Linked DNA regions of Capsicum annuum: region 1 is linked to region 2. A link is a contact called in public Hi-C data. All regions are on one chromosome and are shown on one strand. The core of a region is the stretch at or near the end of the contact, and the rest is flanking DNA. Distances in the headings are between cores, read along the strand shown.

Evidence for each region. A called contact is a pair of places that touch in the nucleus more often than the background predicts.
Region 1: a Hi-C map of leaf shows a contact between it and region 2, with 2.5 times the contacts expected there. The contact joins the promoter of LOC107847931 here to the promoter of LOC107847663 in region 2. A contact is called at or near these places in 2 of 5 Hi-C or Micro-C datasets (leaf and placenta).

What each region holds. Positions count from the first base shown.
Region 1 is chr11:85,875,148-85,881,506 of UCD10Xv1.1, forward strand. LOC107847931 (small ribosomal subunit biogenesis GTPase RsgA 1, mitochondrial) reads left to right here and starts at 1,801. Exons shown (of 5, transcript XM_016692536.2): 1 at 1,801-2,691; 2 at 4,504-4,725; 3 at 4,822-5,016; 4 at 5,136-5,329. The coding sequence starts at 2,026.
Region 2 is chr11:85,680,651-85,687,000 of UCD10Xv1.1, forward strand. LOC107847663 (proteasome subunit beta type-7-A) reads left to right here and starts at 4,534. Exons shown (of 9, transcript XM_016692054.2): 1 at 4,534-4,735; 2 at 4,825-4,971. The coding sequence starts at 4,843.

The DNA of each region.
Region 1 (6,359 bases), core at 551-3,050, 190 kb after region 2:
TCTTGTCTCTTCTTTCTTCGGCAACTGCACCAAAATTTTGATCAACATCCAAACTATACCTCCAACTGAAGGATAAAGTGGTCACTGACAAGTAATGTAATCCAACTAAGTTGGGGTAGAACCCACAGGAAAGATGAAGATTTGTATCTCTAGCTTGCTAAACTCAACGGGCAGAACTGAAAGTAAATAAAGGATTTGTTATTGTAATCTCGAACCAGTAGCAAATCTCAACTTTAGTTGTAATCAGTCGGTGATGAACACTAGGATTGTGTACTCCTTGACTTCTCAACTCAGTAGGCTTATTGTGCTTTATTGAATCAACCTAGTACCTTGCATGCAGAATCTGATAAGTTATGTACCATCAACTGTCTTATGGACTCATTGGCGGATTTTATCTTTTACCTTTTGAGTCTCAGAATGTCCCATTACTAACTCTTATCCTAGATCCCAGTTAACTATTACCTTTTGAGTCTCAAGTTATTAGATAATAGCTAACCATCATTACATAAATGATATTAATTAGCTTAGATTGACAGCTAATATTCAAATTACTTTTGTAATTATCTTTTCCTAGTCACTAATCCTCTTTTGGAGTAAATAGTGATATTCTAGGTGCGATCTTACCCTTTACAACCGCTAAGACATCTATCAAACAAAAAATAATACAATATATGCAAAGATACTGGTTCAGAACAATTTAGCACTTCCCCTACTTCGTCAATATGTCAGGGCTGCCACAACCCTAGCTAAGAGCTTTAGCCGCTCATGCTTGTGAAACGATCAACGTAATTCCTAAAAAGCATGAAATAATATCACAATGATCAACAAGTAAAACCCAAAGCCAACAACTAAATTATCAACCAAAATCAAGAACAAAGTAATTCCAAGATCAAAATTCGAATCTTGGAATCAACTATATGTTTATCTATTTTATCCATCAGAACACCGTGTCCAAAGGCCTAAGCATGAAATATCCCATCATTCTACATCATGATTCTGCTTCTAACCTAGGTCTAAGCTACTCAGGTATACCTAACCTACCTGGACACCAAGCAACTATTAGAGAGGCATGATCACGAGTTTTTAACTTCGTACTAGTGATTTTTTACATGGAATTCATGGAAAAAACATGGGTTTTACCCTATTCAAGCAAGTTCCCTCCACTTTATTGCTCCAACGCCATAAGGTAGTCTGTAATGACCTGATTTTTGGTGATTTATGCGAATTACTTATTTTTATATGATTTTACTACTCTACCCTTCTTCGTGGTTACTTTATGGTATTTTAAAGGTATGGGGATAATTGACACAGTTTCCAATACATTTTGGTGTGATTGTGCGAGATTGTAGTTTTGGTAGTTATAAAGACGTATTAGTTGACTTCTGTCAATATTTATTAATATGTATGTTGGATGGCAAACAGACTGCTCTAATAGATTCGAAACATTGATTTTTTGTTGGTTACATAGTTGGTGTGGTTTTACGGCTTTGGTATCTCATTTCAACACTCAGTTCGAAAAGTTATGAATTTAGATTTTGGAGAGTCAACTTTGTGAAAATGACGTTTTTTTAAAATACTGATATCTCTATTGAGTCCATAGCGTCTAATTTGATTGGATAACTGTAATAGCCCTCTAGATCATTTTTTGTATTTCCGCTCATTTTGTCATTTAGAACTTTTCTGTAGCTGCCCCAAGTCATTTATGACTTGCTGAAACTGACAGTTTGATTGTCGGATAATTCGTTTGATTTTTAGAATTAATTCCTTTCTTTAAATGTTCGCTGGTTCAAATTGACTATCGAGCAAAATCTTAAGATAAACAATCGTCAATTCTAACAGTTCTAACAGAACATAGATTTTGGGTTAGGTGAACCGTTGATTCGAATTCCCAGGCTCCAGACTCATTTGGCCTATTGGGCAACAAAAAAAATTATGTAGTGGACGTGGAACCCACTTTTTTCATTGACTTCCCAGGCTGCTCGCATTTTTTCTCAGTGCTCAAACTTCACTTTTCCTTGTACACAAATGAAGATCGCTTCGTTTTCACTTCTTAGGCTTCCTTTCACCGCCTCCACTACTGGCCACCGCTTCTTCTCCGCTGTCATCGTCGCTGCCGGCCATCACGAAAACCCTAACAATGTGTCAAGGAAGCTCCAACAACCGAACAAAAATCTCCTCAAAGCTCGTGAAACTATCAATAAACATTTCTCTACTCTAGCACCGATTCTTTCTCAGGAAGACAAACCTCACCTCTCTTACGACCAAGCCGTAGGTACCGTGGCGTCTTCACAAGCAAACTTCATGCGCGTTATCGTCCAACATATTCCTCCAGAAAGTTCTGTGGATCCTTCTGGAAGCTTCAGCAAAGGTTCGGGGGAAATTGGAGTGGAGTTGTTGTGTGTGGTGAAGGCTGTGTTGAAGAAGATTAAGAGGAGAGTTTTGGTTGGGGATAAGGTTTTGGTAGGTTCAATTGATTGGGTGGATAAACGTGGAGCTATTGAGAATGTGTTTCAAAGGAAGACGGAGATTTTGGATCCTCCAGTAGCTAATGTGGATCATTTGCTAGTGTTTTTCTCTATGGATCAGCCAAAGATTGAGCCATTCTCGCTCACTAGGTTCCTCGTAGAAGCTGAATCAACCGGAATTCCTCTCACTCTTGCGTTAAATAAATCAGAACTTGTTTCTCAAGAGGTTAGAAATACACTAATACAGATAGATATACTCATTCCACATACACATATGTTGTAAGTTGTGCTAAATTGCTCAAGACAGTGTCATTCCATTAGTTGACATGTTCTTAGTACTTGGATAAATTGAGTTGCTTGCTATTAATATGATTTGGCACTAGAAGATGATCTTTGCTTTTGAATAATAACCTATAGATTAGATGAGCACATTGTTATATCAATCAACTACATCTAGATGCGGGGCGTTGAGAGGAAACCGATGTTTTTCACATAGATATGAACAATTACTAGCCAGTGACAGAAGGTCACCTGTGCTTCCATGAACACAGTCATTTTTGAATAAATAACAGCATAAACAAATGCAGGATATTTCGTTACAATGTACTCCAAACAACTAGAAAAGAACTAACTGAAAAAAAGGAGATCTAAGGCTACTTATTTCTACTAAATGCTACATATTCGTAGCTCTTGGGGAGGAGGGATCTTCAACATTAATATGAAAAAGACTAACCGAAAAAAAGGTTTAGCTGATATCAAATAATCTTGGATGTATAATAGGGAGAATAACCCCTTTGCTCACTCAATTATTGATAAATTTTATTTTTTGTCTTTGTAATATTCAACTAAGCACTTCTAACCTTCAATTAGCTGGTATGTGCACGTTTTGATCCCTTTGCTCGTGAATATTCACAAATTTTCAGAAGTATTAATCATTCCAATATTTAGTTAGCTATATGCTATGTTAAGCTTGTACTTTTACTTCATTTTTGAGGAAAATAGACTTTTAAAAATAGTTCAACTATAGCATATTTGCCACATAAATGTCCAAAAGCACACATTTTAATTAATTGAAATTTAAATTTGTTGAATCATATGTCACAAGGACCAAATCAGAATTTTCATTAATTTGTAGATCAAAAATTACAATTATCTCTAGATAATATTGAATTTTCAAAAGCTTGACCTATTAGAAAAAAGTCAAATGATTATGGCCTTGCCCTTATAATAGTAAGTAATATGTTTAACTCCGAAAAGATAAAAGAGTACATAATGGATTGCTGTAGCTAATGTTCGATCCCAAGTAATTGTGTATAAGGGCAAAGTTGAGGGGCACCAGCATACCCATTTAGCTTTTGTGCATCAGGGGTCCTTGTTTAGTATATGATCATTCTTTCATGGTATATACATGCATATACAAAGAAATTTCCGAGGTTAGCGGGTGCCTCTGACCACGATCTCCTCCCACCTAATAGTTTAGGTACGCCTCTGAATACATCTCAACCCCAACTTGTTTTCATTTGTTTAAATGAATTATTTGTTTCTATCTCACAGTTCAGATCCTTTATCAGCACATCACTATACCTTGGGATGATTCCTAGTGAATACTTGTTAATTTGTTTATGCATCCTTTTACTTGTGTGTTGTCCTTTCTTCTTCTTTGATTTTCTCAACTACTGGTTGCAATGCTTGACATTAGATTTATGTACCATTTCGTAGATTGGGATACATGTGTATTTGGAATTACCTGTGTAATGGGCTAGGATGTGAGGTCAAAATACAATATCAGCTTGTTAGATTTTAAAAGAGTGAACTCAAACTGACGAAAGAGAGAAGCAGAAGAATAGAACACACAAGGAGGATTCTAGATTGTCTATCTAGAAGATGAAAAATGTGTTTTAACTAAGAAATTCTTGTAATACCCAAGCAAGTATTGACTACTTTTTATGTGATTCAGATTTGATACTACTTTCTTCCTTCCTGTTTATATTTTGTGGTCATTTCTCTGACGCTGAAAGCCAGTGATCAACTTCGGCAGGAAATAAAAGCATGGAAATGTAGGCTTCGAAGTTGGGCCTATGAACCAATCTTTTGCAGCATTGATTCCAAGCGTGGACTTGATACACTCCAGTTTATTATGAGAGAACAAACATCCGTCATTGTTGGTCCAAGTGGAGTGGGGAAATCCAGCCTGATCAATGCTTTGAGAGGCAATAAGCACATTCTTCATGCAGTCGAAGAGCGAAACTGGTTTGATCCTGTGGGTGGCCCTTCTTCATCGTTGTATGTTATGTATTACATTAGTTTTTTTTAGAACCCTTTGGTTTAGTGTTCCTTTTCTTTGTTATGATAGCAGATTCTAGGGAGCAAGTGGTATGAAGAGCAACGTGTCGGGGAAGTGTCAGTAAGAAGCGGCAGAGGAAAGCATACAACAAGGCACGTGTCTTTGCTTCCATTGCCTGATGGGGGGTATCTTGCTGATACTCCAGGATTTAACCAGCCTAGTTTGATTGAAGTGACAAAGAATTCTCTTGCACATCATTTTCCGGAGGTGTGTCTTGATGGCACTGCTTCATCTCTAAATTTTGTTTATTTTATTTTACTATATCTTAATCAATCTATATATGTGAATCCCTTGAGTAACTTCTAATCTAATTACTATGGATTCAGATCCGCAAGATGCTTAAAGATAGTGAACCTGCAAACTGTGCATTCAATAATTGCTTGCATCTTGGTGAACCGGGGTGCCTTATAAAAGGTGATTGGGAAAGATATCCATATTATCTTCAGTTGCTTGACGAAATTAAGATTAGGGAGGAATTTCAGTTGAGGACCATTGGAACTAAACGAGAAGGTGATGTTAGGTATGTTCGAAATGCCTCCATACTTTGATGAGATATTTACCAATTCACTCACACACAACTTAAGGTATATCTTAAAAATTTACTTCACAAAGTAAGAAAGACAATAGTACTATTGAGTCAGTCAAGTACAGGAGATGTATGATAAGGTTTCATTTTTTTTTTTTTTGGATAGCCGTGGTGTCCAGGCCAACTTACACGCACTTCGACTAATTCCACGGGATACCTGCCACCTCCCACCAGCAACAGATTCCAGATAACTCTGTCCACCGAGGCTAGAATAGATGGGAAGAATATCACCTAGTGTTTTTGATAAGAATCGGGTTACGTTGATAAACAAAAAATAATGCTGAAGCAAAAACCCTAAGATTAAAGACAAGAAATTAAAGATAGATGAAATTTGAGAATAAATCTCCAATTTCGAGATGAAGTGCTAAGAACCCTAATTGATCTTAGTATTCAAAATTAGTGGATTAAGACTAATTATGATACCAATAGAATCAATTCAAGAACTTATATCCAAAGGTGATCTAGACCCCCTATTTTGAAGAAATTAAAGACAACAATTAGTATAAGACTAATCACCTTCTTTAATTAACTTTAATAGAAACCAAAGATATCAAGTTAAGAATTAATCTTACCTTCTAAAGAATCGTTCTTATAAGGTTGCAAGATAAATCCCAAGTAGCCACACACAAAGGTGTAAATAAGAGAAACTCAATTAATAATAATGTTTTCTCCTTGAAAATAACAAAATCCATCCCTATATATAGGGAAAAAAAACCTATCCCAAATAACATGGTATTGGAATCTACCTTTATCAAATCTAACTAGGACTAGGAAAAAGCTATCCCAAATAGCATGGGATTAGAATCTACTATTATGAAAATAATAAATAAAATCCTAATAGGACTAGGAAAGCATGTAAAAATAATACCACAAATTCTCTCCTAAGAAAATAAGGAAAAGTTTTCAAATTTACTTACAACCCATATGGGCTCAATCTTCTTCCTTTTGGGCTTGGACTTGAATA
Region 2 (6,350 bases), core at 3,284-5,783:
AAAAGGAATTGCTTTACAACATGAATCATGCCACCTTATATTCTGGGCTTCTGAAACTAAATATGATACTTTAAAAAATTAGACAGAGGTTGATTTTGATCCATTATTAAAGTTATAATTCTTATTTAATGTTTATATAGTCAGTTTGATTTGGATATTTTTTTACTTAAAATCAAAATCAAATTATTTTTTTCATCTTTTTGAGTATTAAAAATCAAACCTAAAAATGTCATTATTTTTCTCCAATCTAATTCGATTTTTGATTTTCATTTGTTTTATCAATTTTTCATGAACACCCTAATCAAATATAATTTGCCTAATTTATATCCAAACATAAATGGTCATTCACACGAATGTCCTTAGTTTGGGTGATTTTAATTTTTACCCCTTAAATTGGTTTTTAATTTTAGTCCTTCAACAACAACAACACCAACATACCCATTGTATTCTCACCTAGTGAAATTTTAGTCCTTCAACACTTTAAGAAATAAAAAGAGTAACTAAAAATACCTTGACATAGAATTTAAAAAAAAAATCGCAAGACACGAGTTATAATTACAAGACTAAAAAACTCGCAAGACAAAAGTCATCACAAGAAATTCATAATCTATATATTATGTCTCATAAGGTATACCTTAGTCCCAACAAAACTTATGCAAATAGAGGCATAACTTGTTACTGAAGAATTTTTGTCATATAAGAAAAAGGTAAGTTCTCTACACTTGTGCCTTGAAAATTAAATATCACACAATTTATGCCAGATAAGAAAAAAAATCTTCTAAAGTTATACCTTACAAATTAAATATTTTACAATTAATATCGAACAAGATAAAAATTCTCTAAACTTTTGTTTATGAAATCAGATCATAATTAAGAATGATCGACCCATAAATTTTTATTAAACAAAGGCAAAAAAGTGGGGAAAAAATTAAATTACTAATTAAAAAAAAAGGTTAAAGAATGTCAAAATAGAGGCAAGTGTGCAAAAGCTTGAAAAATGAATAGTTTTGGACATACGCAGAAACAGCCCAAGCGAAGCTATTCATAGCAAAGTCACATTATAAATTCATATGTTACTTAGATTTTAATATTTTATCGGAAAAATATAACTAGTTATTAATTTTTTTTAAGTAATGTATTAATTCTTTCAATAATGAAATATAAAAATAAGTTGAAATTTTAAATTTATCAAGTATTTTATTTACGTTTACAACATAAAAGTACAAAAAATTAATTTTTTATATTTTTTGTTTAAAGACACAAGTGCCCCCCTTCCCTCTTCCAAAACTATACTCGAAATCTCAGTGACATACTTAAACAATATCGGGTCTTATTACTTGTCTAAATTTATTTTATCTGTATTTTTATATTCTTTTTATGTTGACGTGTCTGTCAAGTCAGCACAAAAAAAGTACAAAATATTTTACTATTTGATCAGCACGTTAGCATAAAATGAACATAAAAATATAAAAAAAATGAATTTAAAGGATAATAAAACTTTGTAAAATTCAAATATGACACTGAAGTTTTAGATATAATTTAGGGATACTTGTGCCTTATCCCTAATAGCTAAATGAGATATCACAAATCGAGATAGAGGCTACCACTGAAGAGGTTCGACTGAACAAATATTTTTGGACAAAGGGCCAAATGTGTAACTTCTCCAATTTTATATAATATAGGAAAAACACATAAATATACAATTTAAGAGTCTATATTACAAAACATACCCATACTATTTTTTATTTGCAAAATATAATCTTTAATTACAAAATCTATCAACTAATTAGATATCAATTTATACTAAAAGTTCTAACTATTTTATCACATTCTTCTTTTTGTTTTGTAATTTTGCAATAGTTTTAACTATTGTTGCACTTGTTATTTACTTATTCACTCGTTAAATCAAAATTTGGGTTTTATTCACTTATTGATGATTTTATTCCTTTTATGTAACTAAAAAATCTCTGCTGTTTTATCCTCTAGAGAGAGATAATGGATAGGGTATTTCTCAGTGGATGATGACATTGGCGATCATTTTTTGTCTACGCCATCGTCGAGGGTGGAGTTAGACGTTGATTCACCTATCTCCGCCGTCAATTCCTACTCTAATATAATGAATTAAATCTCCTCCAAATGGGCTTTTCGACGCTTCCTGCAAGAACCCACTGCCACTTCTCTTCTCTAGCCACCTACAATGGTATCTTCTTCATCATCGTCGCATCAAAAAGGATGTCATCGAGATCAAGGATTGAGAATCTATCTTCTGCTTTGAATCTTAATTTTGATACGACGTTGAATTTGAAGTTGACAATGTCATTTGTATTTGGACCACCACAGAATATTATTGTTGATTCTTGTGTGGATATGGTGGTGACAGTAGGTATGATGGTAGATACGGTGGAGGATACGGGTATGGTGGCGGTGACTGAGTAGATTGTATGTTTCAAAGTTTCGCTGAGTTTCAAAAAATTTCTGATAAAATTGTCGAAAGAATATCAATGATTTTATGGTACATAATTTGTATAGAAATTGGGGTATCAATGATTTTATAGTGCATAAGTTGTATAGAATTTGGGGTATGAATAATTTTATGGTATTTGAATTGTATAGAAATTGGTGTATTAATGATTTTATGGTTTCTGAAATGTATAAAAATTGGTGTATGAAATAATTAGAAATTGGTGTATAGATAATTTTGTGGTGTTTGAACAACATAGATATTGGTGTATTAATAAGGAAAAATACTCAATAAAATATCTGAACTTTGTCTGAATATCCAGTTGAACATACTGAACTTTGCGGGAGTTTTATTACCCACCTAGACTTTTTTAAGTGAAATTAATTCTCCCCCGGACTTTTTAAAGTGGAATTAATTCCTCCCCCTCCCTCGAAACGCTATACCTAGTTTTGACGGGCGAAAGTGTAAGACACGCGCGATTTCTTCTCTATTTTATTAGTTTTCAATATTTTTTCACTATTACAACCATAGTAAAGGTTTCACAACTCAAATTCCTCCTACAAATCAAATTCCAAATGATTCGAGTAAGTCAATTCCAAATTTCAAGTCCATTCTTATCACTTTTCATCATTTTTTCGCCAAAATCTTGTTCTATCAAAGGTTCTTCGATTAATCTTGAAATGCCCTATTCTGTCTTGCCAACGAATTCATTGCGACTCCAAATTTATTTAGTTCATACTATTTTTTTAAGAAAATCTTTTCCCCAATTTCAAATTCAAATTGAAAACTTTCTTCAATAATTTTATTCAAATCAGAAACTTTCTTAAAAGAACTGCAGATTTTGCTAATTGGTATGATAACCAGTAAAGAAAAGGTACATAGTCATCTTTTCCAGAGCAACCGTAACAGCGAGACCAACAGATATGACAAAAAATTTCTTGTCACAAGCTTGGCTCTGACCAGATACAGGTTTGAATTTTTTCTTTTCCCCCCTTAGTTGGTGGCTGAGGTGGTGGTGGTTGCCGGCGGCAATGGCGATTGGTTGGTGGTGGCAATGGTGGGTTAAATTTGTCATTTTGATGAAACTGAAGATGACCCATTTGGTGTGTATGTGTGTTGAAATTGAATCAAATTGATGTAATTGAATTGGGTGTGCTAAAGATGACCCATTTGGGTGTGTATGTGTGTGATAAAATTGTGTTCAATTTCAATTCAACAATGGAGCAACCATGATGTTTTGTTGAAAACTCCATTGTTGGAGAGAAGAAAGAAAGAAGAGAGAAGAGAAAGCAAATGAAAAAATAAATAAAAAACATAAAATTATTAAAAATCAGAAAATTGAGGGGTTATGTGACCAAAAAAAAGTTTTATAACGTTTTTAAATCATTCTCACTCGCTCAAAGGACGTGATTACACGCACTTGTCAAAGTGGGTAGATATATGCCATTAAAATATAAAAAAAAAAGTGTAAGGGATAATAGGACCCCCACAAAGTTCAATATGTTCAACTAAAAATCCGGTCAAAGTTCAAGTATTTTCCTGAGTATTTTCTCTATCAATAATTATGGTGTATGAAATAGTTAGAAATTAGTGTATCAATAATAGCAATTTTAAAATGTTTGAACTATCTATAAATTGAAATTGGTTTATCAATAATAATTATAATTTTATGGTGTCTGAAATATATAGAAATTGGTTATCAATAATTTTATGGTGTCTAAAATGTATAAAAATACATGTATCAATAATTTTATGATGTCTGAAATATATAGAAATTCGTGTAACTAATTGAAATCAGAATAACGTGTTTTATTTATAACCTTGACAGAAGTATCAAATTATGCAAAAGACATTTTAGTATATCTCAATTGAGAACGTAAACAACATTTTGTGAAAGTAGGATTTGTTCGAAGTCGCAATTGCCGATGGGAAATTTTGGTGATTCACAACATCGGGGAACCCTTGAGTCTCCAACACAAGACTGAATAAGGTTTGTTAATTTTCTATTGGTATATTTTGAAAAGTTGAAACTATTGATATATTTTATAGTAGTGACTCTTAGATGGTATATTTATGTGATTTGCCCTTTTATATATCTGAAAAGCGAATAGTTGTTGGGCCTAAGCAGAAGCAGCCCAAGCGAAGCTATTAATAGCAAAATGACACTGTAATTTCACCATCCATCTCTTAAGTATTTCTTATTCTTCAAGTTTTGGCTATTCTCTCTCTCCCGATTCCCAACTTTGATTTTCAGCATCACTCATCTGCAAACAGGTAAAGTGTCTGCTTACAAGTTCAATTTAATGCTTCTTAACAATTCACTGTTCTGCTCTAATCTTTTAATTTTTGGTATCTGTGGGTAGGTCTAATTTGAAGGTAAAATGGAAGTTCCACAAAAAGGTGGGTTTAGTTTTGATTTGTGTAGAAGGAATGAGATGTTGGTGAGTAAAGGACTTCGTTCTCCTTCTTTTCTCAAGACTGGTACTACCATTGTCGGCTTAATTTTTCAGGTATTGCAAATTCATCTGAGTGTCTATCGACCGTCGTTTCTCAGTAGATCCGTTGATATGTTAATGGGATCTTTAATATGAGAAGTGAGGTTAGTAGGTAATCGTATTGCCAAACTTGTCCTTTGTATTAGAAATCCCTTTCCTCAGAGAAAGAAGATGAATATTAGAATATCCACTGAGGGTAGATAATATTGCCTCGTGCTTGAAGGTTCTGTCTTGAGGAGGAGATAGGAGAAACTTCTTTTTTTGCTTAGTATACATGGATCTTCTTTTTTGCTTAGTATACATGGATTATATGCATTTATAACTTGTGTTTTCTTTCTTTTCTTCTTTTACTCCTTCCCCCTCTTTCTTCCGCTTAGAAACATGGAGTTCTATCTGCATTAATTAAGTTGTAAATGCAATGTAACTCTTCTAATAGTATCCCCTACTAGCGTGATTGGCAGGGAGGTGATTTTAGCCTCTCACCAAGCGAAGTATGGGATATATACCATTAAGGGATCATTCATTATCTATAGTCCTCCCAAACTACAACACTGGACGTAAGCTAATTCATGTCAACATAATAAACATAGTTGAGTTTCGCCTGGCACGCTAATCAACATAAGAATCCAAATTGTTCAAACCATACTGATGTAAGGACTAGGATGATCATTACTGTACTCTATGTAATTCCAGGCCAGCTATATTCCTACTTGGTGTTGTTTATAAAGTTATTGCTCTTTTATCTACATTTATTTATCTTTAGATTGATTCTGAGATACGATGTCCCACAAAAGATTTGCTTTTGAGATCTACTTTCTTTTACGCATTGGAAATAACTATTAAACATCTTTACATGCTCCGTTCCTATAAGAAGATTTGCCCAGATCCCTTATTAATAGCTCGAGTAAAGGTCAACATGAGTGGCCACACTAAGATTGTATGGGAGGGATGTGTTTCGAAAATTAGTTCCACAAGACAGGAGTGGAGGGGTGGCTCTATGTGTTCTCACAACAGCACTACACTAGAATGTTAAGATTGAATGTTCCTAATGATGAAGGATGGCTATTGATGATTGTCTACTTTTAAAAGACTTGTTGGAGTCATTTAAATAGTGATTTAATCTGTTATATGATTGATTTTTACTTCAGTGGTATATAGAGTTCATGTCCCTCCATGTTGACACATATCAACTTGTGTGATGCTAGTTCATGCTACCTCTTTTTTTGGTGATAAGTATTTCATGCTACCTCTTCTTCTTCTGCTTTATTACCAACTCTATAGCAAGTGTTATATAGCTCCTATGGTAGACACAATGATACAAGTCGAATTACTCCAAAAATTCTAACTCAAGGTAGTTGGCGAAGCTTTATAGATGAGGATGTGTTTTGCGATCC